2 separate regions of the Mus musculus genome follow, and region 1 is linked to region 2. A link is a contact called in public promoter capture Hi-C data. All regions are on one chromosome and are shown on one strand. Each heading gives the region's core, a stretch centred on a gene start, on an enhancer-like site or on the middle of the called end of the contact. The rest is flanking DNA. Distances are from core to core; before and after follow the strand shown.

Region 1 (6,440 bases), core at 2,839-5,338, 240 kb before region 2:
CTGATGTCTGTGAGATGTATTGGAACCTCAATATTGTAGAAAAACACACAGACACAAACACACACACCTACACACACCTCTACACACACACACACACTCCTACACATACAAAGTAAGTTTACCAGGAAAGAATTGTAAAGCTATGCAAGCAAAAAAGTTAAGTCACTCAAGCACTTAATAGTCACAAAATGAAAAGTAGGTTTAGTACTAGCTTCTTTAATGACTCTTCTGTAACAAAATTATCATTTGTGGTTTGAAGGAGAATGGTCTCCAAACCTCACGTTTGAATACTTATTCTGCAGTTGATAGAACTCTTTGGGATGGAAAGGGGGAACTGTTTGAGAAGGAAAGGGAGGATGGTCTTGTTGGAGGAAGTGTGACACTGGGAGTGGTATTTGATGTTTCAAAGGCCCATGGTGCTCCCAGTTAGTGTTCCCTCCCCCCACCCCCACCCCGCGTCCTGGTTATTGTCTTAACATGTAAGTTCTCAGCTACTGCTCCAGTATCATGTCTGCCTACTGCCATGCTCCCCATCATGACGGTTATGGACTCTACTACCCTTTAGAACCGTGAGCCCCAAATTAAACGATCTCTATTATAAGCTGTCTTAGTCAAGGTGATTCTTCCCAGCAATAAAAAGGCATAAATGCAAGTTTAAACAAACAAACTACCCTTTGTTTGGCAACTCACAGTCATGTGTTAAAAATCTCTGTTGCATCTTAAACTGTCAATTATCTGAAACAGAGTATCCTGAGCTTTCATAAATCTTACAGATCAAAACCACCTAACTAGGCTTTAAGATGCAATTAGGAAAAGTAGCACACTGTGACACATAGAATCATGCCTGGATGACTTCCTTCTGGACAACACACAACTGAATTAGCAGGTGAAGAACTTGTGGTGTGTAGAAATCAAGGTCTTTTTTTCTATTCTACTATCTTGACAAACAAAATGGAAAACAGCTTTTGTTGCCCTGGGATAACAGTTTTTTTTAAAAAATAATTACAAGCTGCCCCCTTTAAAGCTTTCGTTTTTCACACTAAGCTGCTGGTGACTTATCAGCAGAGTGTTCCATCTGATGCCAAGGGAGACTGTTGAGGGCAATAATAGCCAAGACATTAGAATCAAGTGCAAGCACTGAGGTCTTCCAGATTTCAAAACTCAACAGTGATTGATTTAAACAAGGTAGTGGCAGCAAAGCTACAGAATTTCAGAACACAAAGCGACCTTGCAAGTCCATGGACAGAAGAACATGAGAACAAACAAGAAAAGCAAAGAATCCCTAACTGATACACATTAGTGTGGGGATTAAAAGGATATGTCAACTTGGCATTGAGTACTAATAAACAGGAAAGAAAAAATGTATATCAATCAATAAATACCAAAATAACAAATATCACTTATCTCAATTCAGAATATAAGAAATGTTTCAAATATACCTGTATGCTGCCAAACTCCACGTTCTCATAATGAAAATGTGCACATTCAGCCATCTTTGGAAAGTGTCCCTTTGTGAAGGGTAACCTAAAATACATGAAAGTAAATATGAAACAAGATAGTTGACTACTAAAAATTAGTCGAAAGATCAAGGATTTCAAAGCTCATGCAAGCAAAAATACTTGATAAGCACATGCATGTGAGTCACAAACACACACAGACCTGTTCAGAAACACATGGAACCAGATGAATACTGCACTGAGTGGATAGATATGAACCAAAAAATAAAACATTAAGCCTCTTAATCTTGCCTCAAATCAATGCTCATAGAAAAGCCATACTTTGGGCAAAGTAACTAGAATGTGCCAGCTTCTGCAGGGAAGCAGAATTCACAACACAAAGCACAGCAGAGTTTACCTGTGAATGTTGTCACAGCCCATCAGTCCAGGAGGGGTGGACCTGGGTACAGAACGAACATTTTATCCTTGTCTTCCCTAGGCTTACACCTGAGGCTTATGTCCCTGTCTAGTCCTCCTTTACCAAGGGAAACCCTGGGTTTCCTGTTAGAACTCCATGGGAGCCAGGTGTGCTGGCACACACCTGTAATACCAGCACTGGAGAAGCAGTGGCAGCCAGATCTCTGAGAGTTCAAGGCCAGCCTGGTCTCCAAATTGAGCTCAAAGGTAGGCAGGATTGTTACACAGAGAAACCCTATGGGGGGGGGGGGGCAAAGATTCAGGTATTCTATATTACAATAAACTCTAGATATCTCCTTCAGAAAAACAAACCTAGGGTTCCATAATTCAACCGAAAAGGCGGACTTTCCTTAATAAATGAGATTATGCATTAGAGGTTAAGAGGCCAGCTCTATACGTTCTCGTTAGACAACTGCAACCTAGTAAACAACAATATAGAAGGATGAAAATACGTATTTTTAGGAAAGTGAGTTGCATATAGACCTGTTCAGTTCATTGTTGAATTACAATGTGAGACTTAACAATATAAGTTGTTACATGCATAGAAGACTCTGATCTAGTTAAACTATTTCTAACAAATGAAGGCCTGCCACCCGTTTGTAGGACCGCGCTTGGAGCCCGCCCTGGAAGCACTCACTTCTTCACATGCTTAACCTTCGTGCTCGCTGTACTGCCACAGGACTTAAGAGTCAGGTCTCCAGGGATCTCAGGGACATCTGCTCCTCTTGCCTTAGGAAGAAAGAAACAGAAAAGCTATGGTGAGCCTGCTAGAGTTGAGACGTCTCTTATGAAAACAGACTACAGATACATTTTCACTCGTTCTTCTCAACCTGTACTAATAGAAACATGTTTTGATTTTATATATTTTCCTTTAAATTATGAACTTACTTGACCACTAGCAATTCAGAATAAGCTAACAGAAATATTAAATTTAAATACCTGAACTTACCGCATAAAAGAAAGTTTACTGTAAAAATAAATTCGAGTTCATATCATAAAATTTTATAATCAGCAATTAAGATTCTCAATATAAACTAAAACATCTCCTAGAAATTACTGAAATGAGATAAACCTGGTTACATTATAATTACAAACCAAAGTTTAAAATGATACTATGGGGCTGGAGAGATGGCTCAGCAGTTAAGAACGCTGACTGCTCTTCCAGAGGTCCTGAGTTCAATTCCCAGCAACCACATGGTGGCTCACAACCATCTGTAATGGGATCTGATATCCTCTTCTGGTGTGTCTGAAGACAGCTACAGTGTACTCATATACATAAAAATAACTAAATCTTAAAAAAAAAAAGATAAGTGTCACTACCATCTAGTGAGACCCATTTAACAGGTCCTATTAACAGTGGAGCAACGGGTATTTCTCATTTCAAATCCTGAAGGCCATATGTATGCCAACATACTCCTCAGTCTACCCCAGTTCTCAGAGAGGATTATGAAATTTAGTGAAACATTCAGGTGTCTAATTAAAAACATCTAAAAGCAAGAATTTTGTAGCAGTCTGGGGGAAAAAACAAAATTTAGGCGGGCGTGGTGGTACATGCCTTTAATCCCAGCACTTGGGAGGCAGAGGCAGGCACATTTCTGAGTTCGAGGCCAGCCTGGTCTACAGAGTGAGTTCCAGGACAGCCAGAGCTATACAGAGAAACCCTGTCTCGAAAAACAAACAAACAAACAAAATTTAAATCCAAGTATCTATCATAAGTAAATCCATGCTTAAGTCTAGATCAGAATATTAATGCTTAATACAAGTTAATCCTGAGAACAGAAAAGCAGAATATGTCACCTGGCTCAGCATTATCAGACTGCACAACTCAAGGTATGCTGAGAAGAAAATTACAACCTTCCACAGCCTTAAAAAGGACAATGACAAAATCTAGGCAGTGTAAACTGGACTTAGACTCACGGTCTTCCTGCCTTAGCTTCCTAACTCAAGAATCACAACCTTAACTACATTTCTTTCTTATGAAAAAACTGGTCAGTGTGTGTGTGTGTGTGTGTGTGTGTGTAAGAAAGAGAGAGAGAAAGACAAAGAGAGAAAGAAATAGACAGAGAGAGAGAGAGAGAGGAGAGAGAGAGAGAGAGAGAGAGCGCGCATGTGTGCGAGTGTAAGGAAACAGTTCACTCCTCAGCTGTGACATCACACACCACACACTTTTTCATCTCTGGTCTGCGTCTGCACGTTAGTGAGAACTGTGCTGTCTCTTTCCCTCCGCTGCTGGCTACAGGGCTGGTATCACTTGGAGCCATCTGTTGAGGTTTCTGGTCATTGTGAAGTATCCTCTTCCTTTGCTACTCTCTTCTCTCTTCTGTTATGGATAGAAAGTGAAAACTGTGCGATCTATTAATATATTCAGTGAAATAAAAATGTAGACCACAAAGTCAGTGTCTCTAAGCCAACAAAACAAAACAAGCTCTAAGCCTTCAAGACAGATGAGGCAACCATTTAGGCAACTTCACACAAAAGTTGGTTGAGTAATGGTTTCACTGGCCACCAGACTATAGGTCAAATGCTGTAGGACTGAATTTGTAGGTCCCTGATTTTTATAGTAACTTTTAATGGACTGTGGCCATGTTTGGTCCGAGTTGGGAAGCTGCCTGAACATTGTGGCTCACGGGCCTACAGCATGCACCAGATGGCCCTGTAAGAATACGTTTGCCAACTTGTCTAGTAGATGATTCCCTCATCTTCCTTTTTTTAAATGGTTTTATGTTGATATTTAAAGATATTTTAGCATGGGAATAGGTGATGACGGATAAGAACTGGTGAGATAATAATTGGATGTGGGGTAGTGGGCTGTGAGAGAAAGCCTGGTAAGATGGAGCTAAGGCTAGAAGCCTCAGGGACCCTGAGGAGCTTTGCCTCCTCCTAGCACCCAGCCCCTGACATGTACCCACAGCCCCCCATGGAGAGATTTGTGGCCATTAGTCACATAGAGGTAGCACCCCAAGCCCTCCCACATGTAGATGAGGCATCTCTAACCTCTCAGACCAAGCCAATAGGAAGCACCTACTTTCAGACCCCAACCCACCCCAAAACTGTATATAAGACCCTACCCAGAAGGAACAAAGGTGTAAGAAGTACTGCTTCATCTGAGAGCGTCTGTCATAAGAGCTGCAACACTGGCAGGGAAGAGAACTGCTCCCCCAAAACTTCCACCACCAGAAGCTCCCCCGCACTGCCCTTGCTGGCTCTCAGCCTTCCACTGGCTAAGCCCTACTCAGGTCAGTGCAGCCAGTGCAGTCTTGGAGCAGCAGCAGCACAGGGGGCAGCGGCAATCCCCCTCCCTGCCTGTGCCCTGTCCCTTTAAAGACTTTTAAAATTTAATGAAAATGAAGGCACAACATATCAAAACTTATGGGACACAATGAAAGCAGTGCTAAGAGGAAAACTCAGAGCTCTGAGTGTCTCCAAAAAGAGCATACACTAGCAGCCTGACAGCACATCTGAGAGCTCTAGAACAAAAAGAAGCAAACACACCCAAGAGGAGTAGACAGCAGGAAATAAACAAACTTAGGGTTGAAACCAACCAAACAGAAACAAAAAGAAGTATACAAAGTATCAACAAAACCAGGAACTGGTTCTTTGAGAAAAATCAACAAGATAGATAAACCCTTAGCCAGACTAACCAGAGGGCAGAGACTGAATTTCCACATTAACAAAATCAGAAATGAAAAGGGAGATATAACAATGGAAACAGGAAATTCAAAAAATCATCAGATCCTACTACAAAAGCCTATACTCAACAAAACTGGAAAATCTGGATGAAATGGACAATTTTTGTAGACAGATACCAAATACCAAAGTTAAATCAGGATCAGATAAACCATCTAAACAATCCCATAACCCCTAAAGAAATAGAAGCAGTCATGAAAAGTCTCCCAACCAAAAAAAGCCCAGGACCAGATGGTTTTAGTGCAGAATTCTATCAGACCTTCAAAGAAGACCTAACAGCAATACTCTTCAAACTATTCCACAAAATAGAAACAGAAGGAACACTACCCAACTCATTCTATGAAGCCAGGTTCACTGCCTGTTCTCCCTTGGAGGAGGAATGGTTTCTGTCTAATCAGGAACCTGTCACAATTTCCTTTCATAGAGGATTTCATAAGAGATTTTTTTTCTACTTCTATCATGTTTAATGTTCAAATAAATTTTAAAAACTGGTTGAGTGTATATTACTTTTAGCTTCAGAAGATATCATGTATATTTAAGAGGCATTTAACTATTATAAATTACTCTGATGACTTAAAAATGTCAATACTGAGTTGTATATTTTAAAATAAATTTTATTAGTTTAATAAAAAATTGGCTGAACCCTAACAATATGTACATACAAACAAAAAATATATAACAGAAAAAGATCAGACTTCAATGAGGACATCACTAAAGATAAGATCTAACAATGAGCAAGAATATGAAGTAGTCCTAGATGAAAATAACCATCACAGAAGCAGAAAGGATCATGTGGGATTCTATTAAATATGCAAAAGAAGGCAAATACAAACGGCACAT
Region 2 (6,598 bases), core at 3,786-6,285:
CTTGGCAACATAGTAATTACAAGAGAATCCTAGATACGTGAAACATCATTCAACACACACACACACACACACACACACACACACACACACACACACACACACACTGTAAAATTTTAATCTATATACTTAACTCCTCCAATTTGGAACTACCTGGATGATTGACTGAACTAACTTTCCTTCCTTCCTTCCTTCCTTCCTTCCTTCCTTCCTTCCTTCCTTCCTTCCTTCCTTCCTTCCTTTCTTCCTTTCTTCTTCTTTCTCTCTCTCTCTCTTTCTTTCTTTCTTTCTTTCTTTCTTTCTTTCTTTCTTTCTTTCTTTCTTTCTTTCTTTCTTTCTTTCTCTCTCTCTCTCTCTTTCTTTCTCTCTCTCTCTTTCTTTCTCTCTTCTTTCCGTCCTTCCTTTCTTCCTTCCTTTCTTCCTTTCCTTCTTCCTTTCTTTCTTTCAAAAAAGATTTATTTATTTATATATGAGTGGTCCATTTGCATGTATGCCTGCATGACAGAAGAGGGCATCAGATCCCATTACAGATGGTTGTGAGCCACCATGTGGTTGCTGGGAATTGAACTCAGGACCTCTGGGAGAGCAGCCAGTGCTCTTAACTGCTGAGCAGTATCTCCAGTCCTCTTTCTTGAAAAAAAAAAACATTGTTGTTTTATACTGTGACCACAGTCTCCCCTCTCTCCTTTCCTCTCAATTCTCCCTACATCCCTTCTTCCCCAGCCACTCTTTCTCTAATTTACTGAACTTTTTCATCTTGGCATTAATGCTTAGTGCTTTATAGATACAGCTATTGCCTTTTTTATTTTCCAGTTTGAACTTGGCTTTTAGGAATTGCATGATGGCTCTACTCCATTCTTTGTAAGCTCATTGGTCAAGTGGATTGCATTTGTGGCCTCTCTTTAAAAGGTGCCTTGCAGTGTATGAGCACAATTTTGTAAATTAATATCATCATTAGAAAATAGGCTGACCTCCTTGTATACTCCCTGTAGCTTGTTATTCGTGCAGCCTGGTCGGGCTGCACAGACAGCAAGAGGTTTTGGCATGAATCTGGGGCCCAGGGGAGTATTAACTTACAAGGCTTTCCCTATTTTGCTTTTACATATCTGAAAGTATTTCAGAACTTAGTGGCTGAAATACAAGTTATTAAATACACGTGGCCAGACTATAAGAAATGCTTTTCTGCCCTCTAGGTCCCCTTTGAAGAAAAGGTAGCTGAGAAATGAACTGGTGTCTTTGTCATAATTACACCTGATTGCAGTATAATCAAGATTATAAAAGGATCCTTAGCTAAAAGTCAAGGTGGGTCCTACATGGAATTTAAGTGTCATATTTGGGGGTTAGAAAAATCCTTTCATGAAACTTCAACAGTTCTTGGTGAATGGAAGATAAAAATCAGAAGGAAAACTTTGGTTTTCAGGTCACCCAGCCCAGTTTTTATTCCAGTCCCCTTCTCTTATGCTGAGCTGTCTTAGGAATCAGAGGCCAAATTGGGGAGTGGGTGTGTGATCCTGGGAAACCTGTCCTTCAGAGTGTGAATTTTTCTCACCGTGTATGCTCACTGCTCAGTGTAAACAGTCTGGCCCTCTCCATGTGTGTTCCTCTGCGGTCGTCGGGGTCGGTCGCAAGGGCAGACACTGACCGAGTATGATGCCTGGACACTGAAGAGTGTCTGCCAGTCTCCAGCAGCTGGAGAAGGTTTGAGCCCCTCTGGCAGATGTTTCATGTTCCAGCCACTTCATTAACGTTGGAAACAAAACCCCCACTACTCTTCTGACCAAGGTCCCACTTGTGATTGACAGCTGGGGTGTGCTTCCTCCCAGTAGGGATGCTTTGCAATCTAAGTGTGGCGCAGAGAGGGTGAAAAAAGGGGAGCTTGAAGGGGGGAAAAAAGAAAATAAAAGAAATTGGGCTACATGCCATTGTTCAAAGCTCAAAATTAACAAGGAAAGGGGAGAGACTCATTTAAAGAGAAAGACAAATTTAGTACAACTAATTAAGAGTTGATGTCCCATCAAACACATTATTTAATTTTATTTCCAGAGCTTCCATACAATCATGTGTTCATGGCACATTCACTGAGAAGCGACCATGTGTCAGGCACTATATGATGGTAGGGGGTGAATAATGTTCAATAAGGCATCGGCCATCAGGAATTCACTATCCATCGGGTGAAATAAACAAAGAGCACACTGACAGAACTGCTGGGATAGGGGCAGGAACAGTAAAGGACAAGCTTAGGGATGAGACGAGGCTGCTCGAGAGGAGGTTGTATTTGGATGTGTCTCTGGTTTTTCTGGGCAAAGAAGAGAGGGGAGGGGTGGCAGAGCATTCCAATTAAAGGCAAGGCTTGTAAAAGGCCAACCCTGTGAAGTAGAAATTAGGATTACCGTTTGGAAATGAAAAGCCAAGGTCAGTTTAGGGAACGAATACCAGACAGCCAAAGACTCTAGGCTCCAAGATTCAGGGCTGCTTATTCCTTCCTTCAGCGGGAATTTGTTCTTCCAGTCCCCTTCCTTCCTTGTAGGGGGGGGTAAAAAAGAGAGAGAAAGTTTGTAAGGCACCGATGGGGGATGCTCTCTACTTCTTTGGCTATCAAAATTCACTAGCTTTCAAGCCAAATTGACAGGAGGGTTTAAGTGAATTTTGTGCCTGAGGCTCTATGGGAAGAAGGGAGCAGTAAGACGACAGAATGAGGCCCCACTTGGAAAGACTTGTCATGGGGCCAGTCCATTCCTGCAGACTGGGCTAGGAGTTCAAGCACTTGGTCTGTCTAAGAGCTTCCCTGGGTACGGGTTCACAAATGCCACTCCTGACTCGAGTTTGGAGAGAGAAAAGGTGGAGAGGGAGAAAGAAAGGGAAGAAGAAAAAGAAACAAGCATGCATTATGGGGGGAAGAACGGAACGAAGGGCAGAAGTAAGGAAAGAGAAAAAGGAGCCCAAACTTAGAAGCCCCAAAGGCGAGTACCAACGAGGGAAAGGGAGAAATGAGAGGGGTAAAAAGAGGGAAGAGCCAAGAGAAAGAAAGAAAAAAGGTTGAAGGACAGGAGTGCAGGACAGAGACAGGGTTACCGATAGTGAGACCCAGAGCGCACGCCTTCGCGAGACCACTCCGGAACCTGCTAGCCTAAGCGCAGCGGCACGCTCAAGCTCCGGCCCTGAGGCCATTCGGATGCCGGGCTCCGAGCGCTGCAAGCCGGTCTCCCTGTCGCCTCCGTCAGACTCAATTCCCGCCAAGCACTTAGTTTCTTCGTGGCTGCCTATGGTGCGGCATGGCACTGTACGGGTGACTCAAGAGAGCAGCGCCTCAGGATTAGCACGGCAGCGAGTGTTGCGCTGGGTCCCTGGCCCCTGGCTCCTCGCGTAGCGGGTCGAGGCGACCGGTGGCGCACCCCGACAGGTCCTAGGCCCTCCGTCCTCCACAGCAGATAGTCCACAGAGTCCAGGGATAAAGGCAAGGACCTCAGCCTCTGGGGTACCTAGCTGCAGTGCTGGCTACCTATGTCTGGTACAGCAGAAATAAAAGCAATCTCAAGAGTTAAGAAGGAAAGAGAAATCAGGCAGAGGCAGACACACGAGAAATAAAAATCATTAATACGAGCTGATGCCCACAGCAAACGCTCGACTATGATTCAGTCTATTAATGCCTATTTTCTTTAAGTGTTTAATCATTAGTTCAGCAAGTTTGTTCCTTAGCGAGTTTAACCACCGGCCCAGGTGCGCGTCCCGACTTGCTTCCGCGGCTAACCATGCTCGGAGCGCGTAGCCACGGGATCAGTCGCACCGTGCGAGCGTCAGGCAAACACCATCGGCTGTTTTGTCCCAAATTCTGTGTCCCCGCTGTCCGTTTCTTTTCCAGCTTGCGCACACCACTTCAGGGGCACAGTCTTGGGGGCTGGGAGTGCACCCGGAGGTCGTTTCCCACGGCCGGCCGGCCGGCTGGAAGAGTCACTGACAGCAGGAGCTGTCCTAGGCGCTTAGGTGCGGGCCGGACGCTCTAACGCAAGGATTGTGGTTAGGAACAAAGTTCGTACAGACATTGGTAGGAACAGATTCTGAGATTAGGACGCTAGGAAGAAAGAGGCAAACCATCCCCCAATACCAGAAGTGTGTTATACCCCGGAATGGAAAGCGGGATTGGGCACTAGGAAAAGCCAGAATTTGGGCTAACTTTGGAAGGGCCGCGGGCACGTCGCGATCCCGCTGTTTTGGCCCTTTCTGGCAAAAGAAAACCGTTGTATGAACAGAATTTAAACACACACTCACACACACCACATTACTACCCTAGTTTATAATTGGGATAACGGAGTGTGCTAAATTCATTTGTAGTTTGGGGTCGTAGTGAGGCAATCAAGTTTGCAACCTTGGAGCAAATGCCCCACCTCGGGAGCGCACGGCTGCAGCGCGGGCTTCGGAGCTGTGGGCTGGGTTGAGAGAGGACACTGTGGTTTAGGGAAATGGCCCAGCGGGGACAAGTGAGGCTCGGTGGTCGTCGGAAAGCGCGCGCTCTGGAGCCCGGAGCTTCGCGATTCTGGATGAAGATGCCACTGCTTTATGGCAAGAGGTGTGGACATAGCTGCCTATAGGGTTGCGGGGGCGGAGGGGCGGGAGCGGTGCCCCCTTTAGCAGGACTGGCGCTAAGGGAGGACAGAGGGGCGATGCGACTCGGAAAAGTGGCGGCTAGACTCCTGAGTCCCTGGAGAAGGAGGCGCGCGCCCGCAGTCCTGCGCGTGCACACACACACACGAGCGCGCGCACACACCCGTACACACACCTGGAGCTGGGGGAGGGGGAAAGGAGAACCGGAGCGAGTGTCTTAAAATAGAGCCGCCTGGGGAGCGCTCGACTCTCGGATCGGCGGGAGGCAGCGGGCAAGAGCGGTCGGACCCGGGGTGCGCAGGTCAGCACCCCAGCCGCACGGGCGCGCAGGGGCGGGGTAGCGGCCGACGCCCCTCGGCTCGCGCTCCGCACCTGGCCCTGCAGGAAGTGCGCGCTGATTGACAGCTGCGGTGTCCCAAAAAGGCTGTAGTCAAAGATGCTGCTCGGCGGGTGGGTGTAGACGCAGCAGGCGCGCCCGTGCCCTCTCTGCTTTGCGCGCCTCCCCGGGCCCCGCCGCCCCTCTGGCTGCCGAGGAGCGGGGCTCAGGCCCCAGCCAGCGAGCCACCTCCTGCGGTCCCGGACGGCCAGGCGCTCGCCGCGCTCAGGTCGCCAGGCTCTGGTCCCGGCTCACCATGCACTGCCACGCGGAACTGAGGCTGAGCTCACCCGGCCAGCTCAAAGCAGCCAGGCGGCGCTACAAGACTTTCATGATCGATGAGATCCTCTCCAAGGAGACCTGCGACTACTTTGAGAAACTTTCCCTCTACTCTGTGTGCCCGTCGCTGGTGGTGCGACCCAAGCCCCTGCACTCTTGTACCGGTAAGACAACCGCTGGGCGATATAGTGGGCTGCTGTACTTTTGCCCGTGTGCGGTCGCCTCTGCTTTCCAACCTGAGAGCCAGAGGGACCAAAGGATTCTTTTCCTGCGTCCTTGCAAGAACAGACTCGCCCGCCAGTGGTGGGCATTCAAAAGCGTTTGCAACCGGGCCTGGGCAGGTACTGCTCCCTGGATGGGAGATGAGTTAAGACCAAGTGGTCCTTGGAGTGAGACGCCAATGTAGCATAACTGTCCTGGCTTCTTGGAGAAAGCGTCCTTCTCCCTGGCACTACCGGGGGTTTTAGTGAGAAACTTCAAACACTTGAACAGATTCAGTGCCTAGGCGGTTTCACGCAGTGAGCTTGTCAGTTTCAACTTTAATTTGGTGGTCTCATCTTTCACCTAGAGTTAGATTGCCCAGCCTCTTTTGTAATTTTACAGGTAAATCGGTTTCATGGGCTTCAAAATAAACTTGTGACTACATCAAACTTTACTTAAAATGATTGCCCTCAGGAAAGTAGTTTTGGGCTGTGCTGAGTTTTGACACAAGCAGAAAGGATAAACCCCTTGTTTGTTTTAAGTGACTAAAACCAACACTAGTAACAGTTTTTTTAAAAAAAAAAAAACCCTCAAACCTGGTTTCCTCTGTCCACAAAAACTAGACCAATAGGAAGGAAACAGAGAATTTAGTAATTACATTGAAAAAGTAGATCTGTAGGAAATCAATCCAAAGACATTTAAAACAGGGTGTACATTTAGAGAAGCTCTGGGTTTCAAAGTTCCCTGGCAGATGGGGATCAGGCTACAAAAAAGTTAGGTGGAGCTAAAACAGTTGAAAATATTTTCAAGGAAGTTCTTGACTGTGCTTTCCACTGAGAGCAAACAAGTGCTTTGGGCCTTTGGTTCTGTGCTTGCTGTATGACTGCCATGAAACAAACTCACGAAATTATAATTGGAAAAATGGAAGTGTGTGCCCACTGCAGTGGTTCCCAGACTTCTTTTCTGAACTTCGGGGATAAAAAGCTGCTAAATGTAATACTTGGAATTCCATCTCTCCCACGGTCCAGCCATGCTAGTCACTAAGTCTAAATAATAAATATGGGGAGAGGTTTTTCCCAAATCAAGTTACTCCTACATTTGGCCATAAAATGAATATTTCACTTCTTTCAGCAAGGTAGTTTTAGA

Evidence for each region. Promoter capture Hi-C pulls out the DNA fragments that hold promoters and counts their contacts.
Region 1: a promoter capture Hi-C map of hematopoietic stem and progenitor cells shows a contact between it and region 2, with 2.0 times the contacts expected there. The contact joins the enhancer-like site here to the promoter of Barx2 in region 2. A contact is called at or near these places in 13 of 39 promoter capture datasets (the 3T3-L1 cell line, 3T3-L1-derived adipocytes, cranial neural crest and 9 more), 1 of 15 datasets of contacts at CTCF or cohesin (embryonic stem cells), 4 of 484 Hi-C or Micro-C datasets (DN3 thymocytes, the HL-1 cell line, cerebral cortex and 1 more), 7 of 115 datasets of contacts at active chromatin or transcription factors (astrocytes, bone marrow-derived macrophages, embryonic basal ganglia and 3 more) and 2 of 9 other capture datasets (adipose tissue and embryonic stem cells).

What each region holds. Positions count from the first base shown.
Region 1 is chr9:32,148,124-32,154,563 of GRCm38.p6, reverse strand. Arhgap32 (Rho GTPase activating protein 32) reads right to left here. Exons shown (of 23, transcript NM_001370958.1): 3 at 2,551-2,642; 4 at 1,855-1,896; 5 at 1,440-1,524. Among named protein-coding and RNA genes, the nearest start is that of Arhgap32, 120 kb to the right of the region's middle. Within about 2 kb of position 4,088, at least 72 of the 459 cell types and tissues checked have an H3K27ac peak or open chromatin away from gene starts, as enhancers often do. A contact at or near this core is called in DN3 thymocytes, adipose tissue, hematopoietic stem and progenitor cells and 1 more, where this site is marked.
Region 2 is chr9:31,911,722-31,918,319 of GRCm38.p6, reverse strand. It overlaps Barx2 (BarH-like homeobox 2), which reads left to right and starts at 5,035. Exons shown (of 4, transcript NM_013800.2): 1 at 5,035-5,415. The coding sequence starts at 5,229.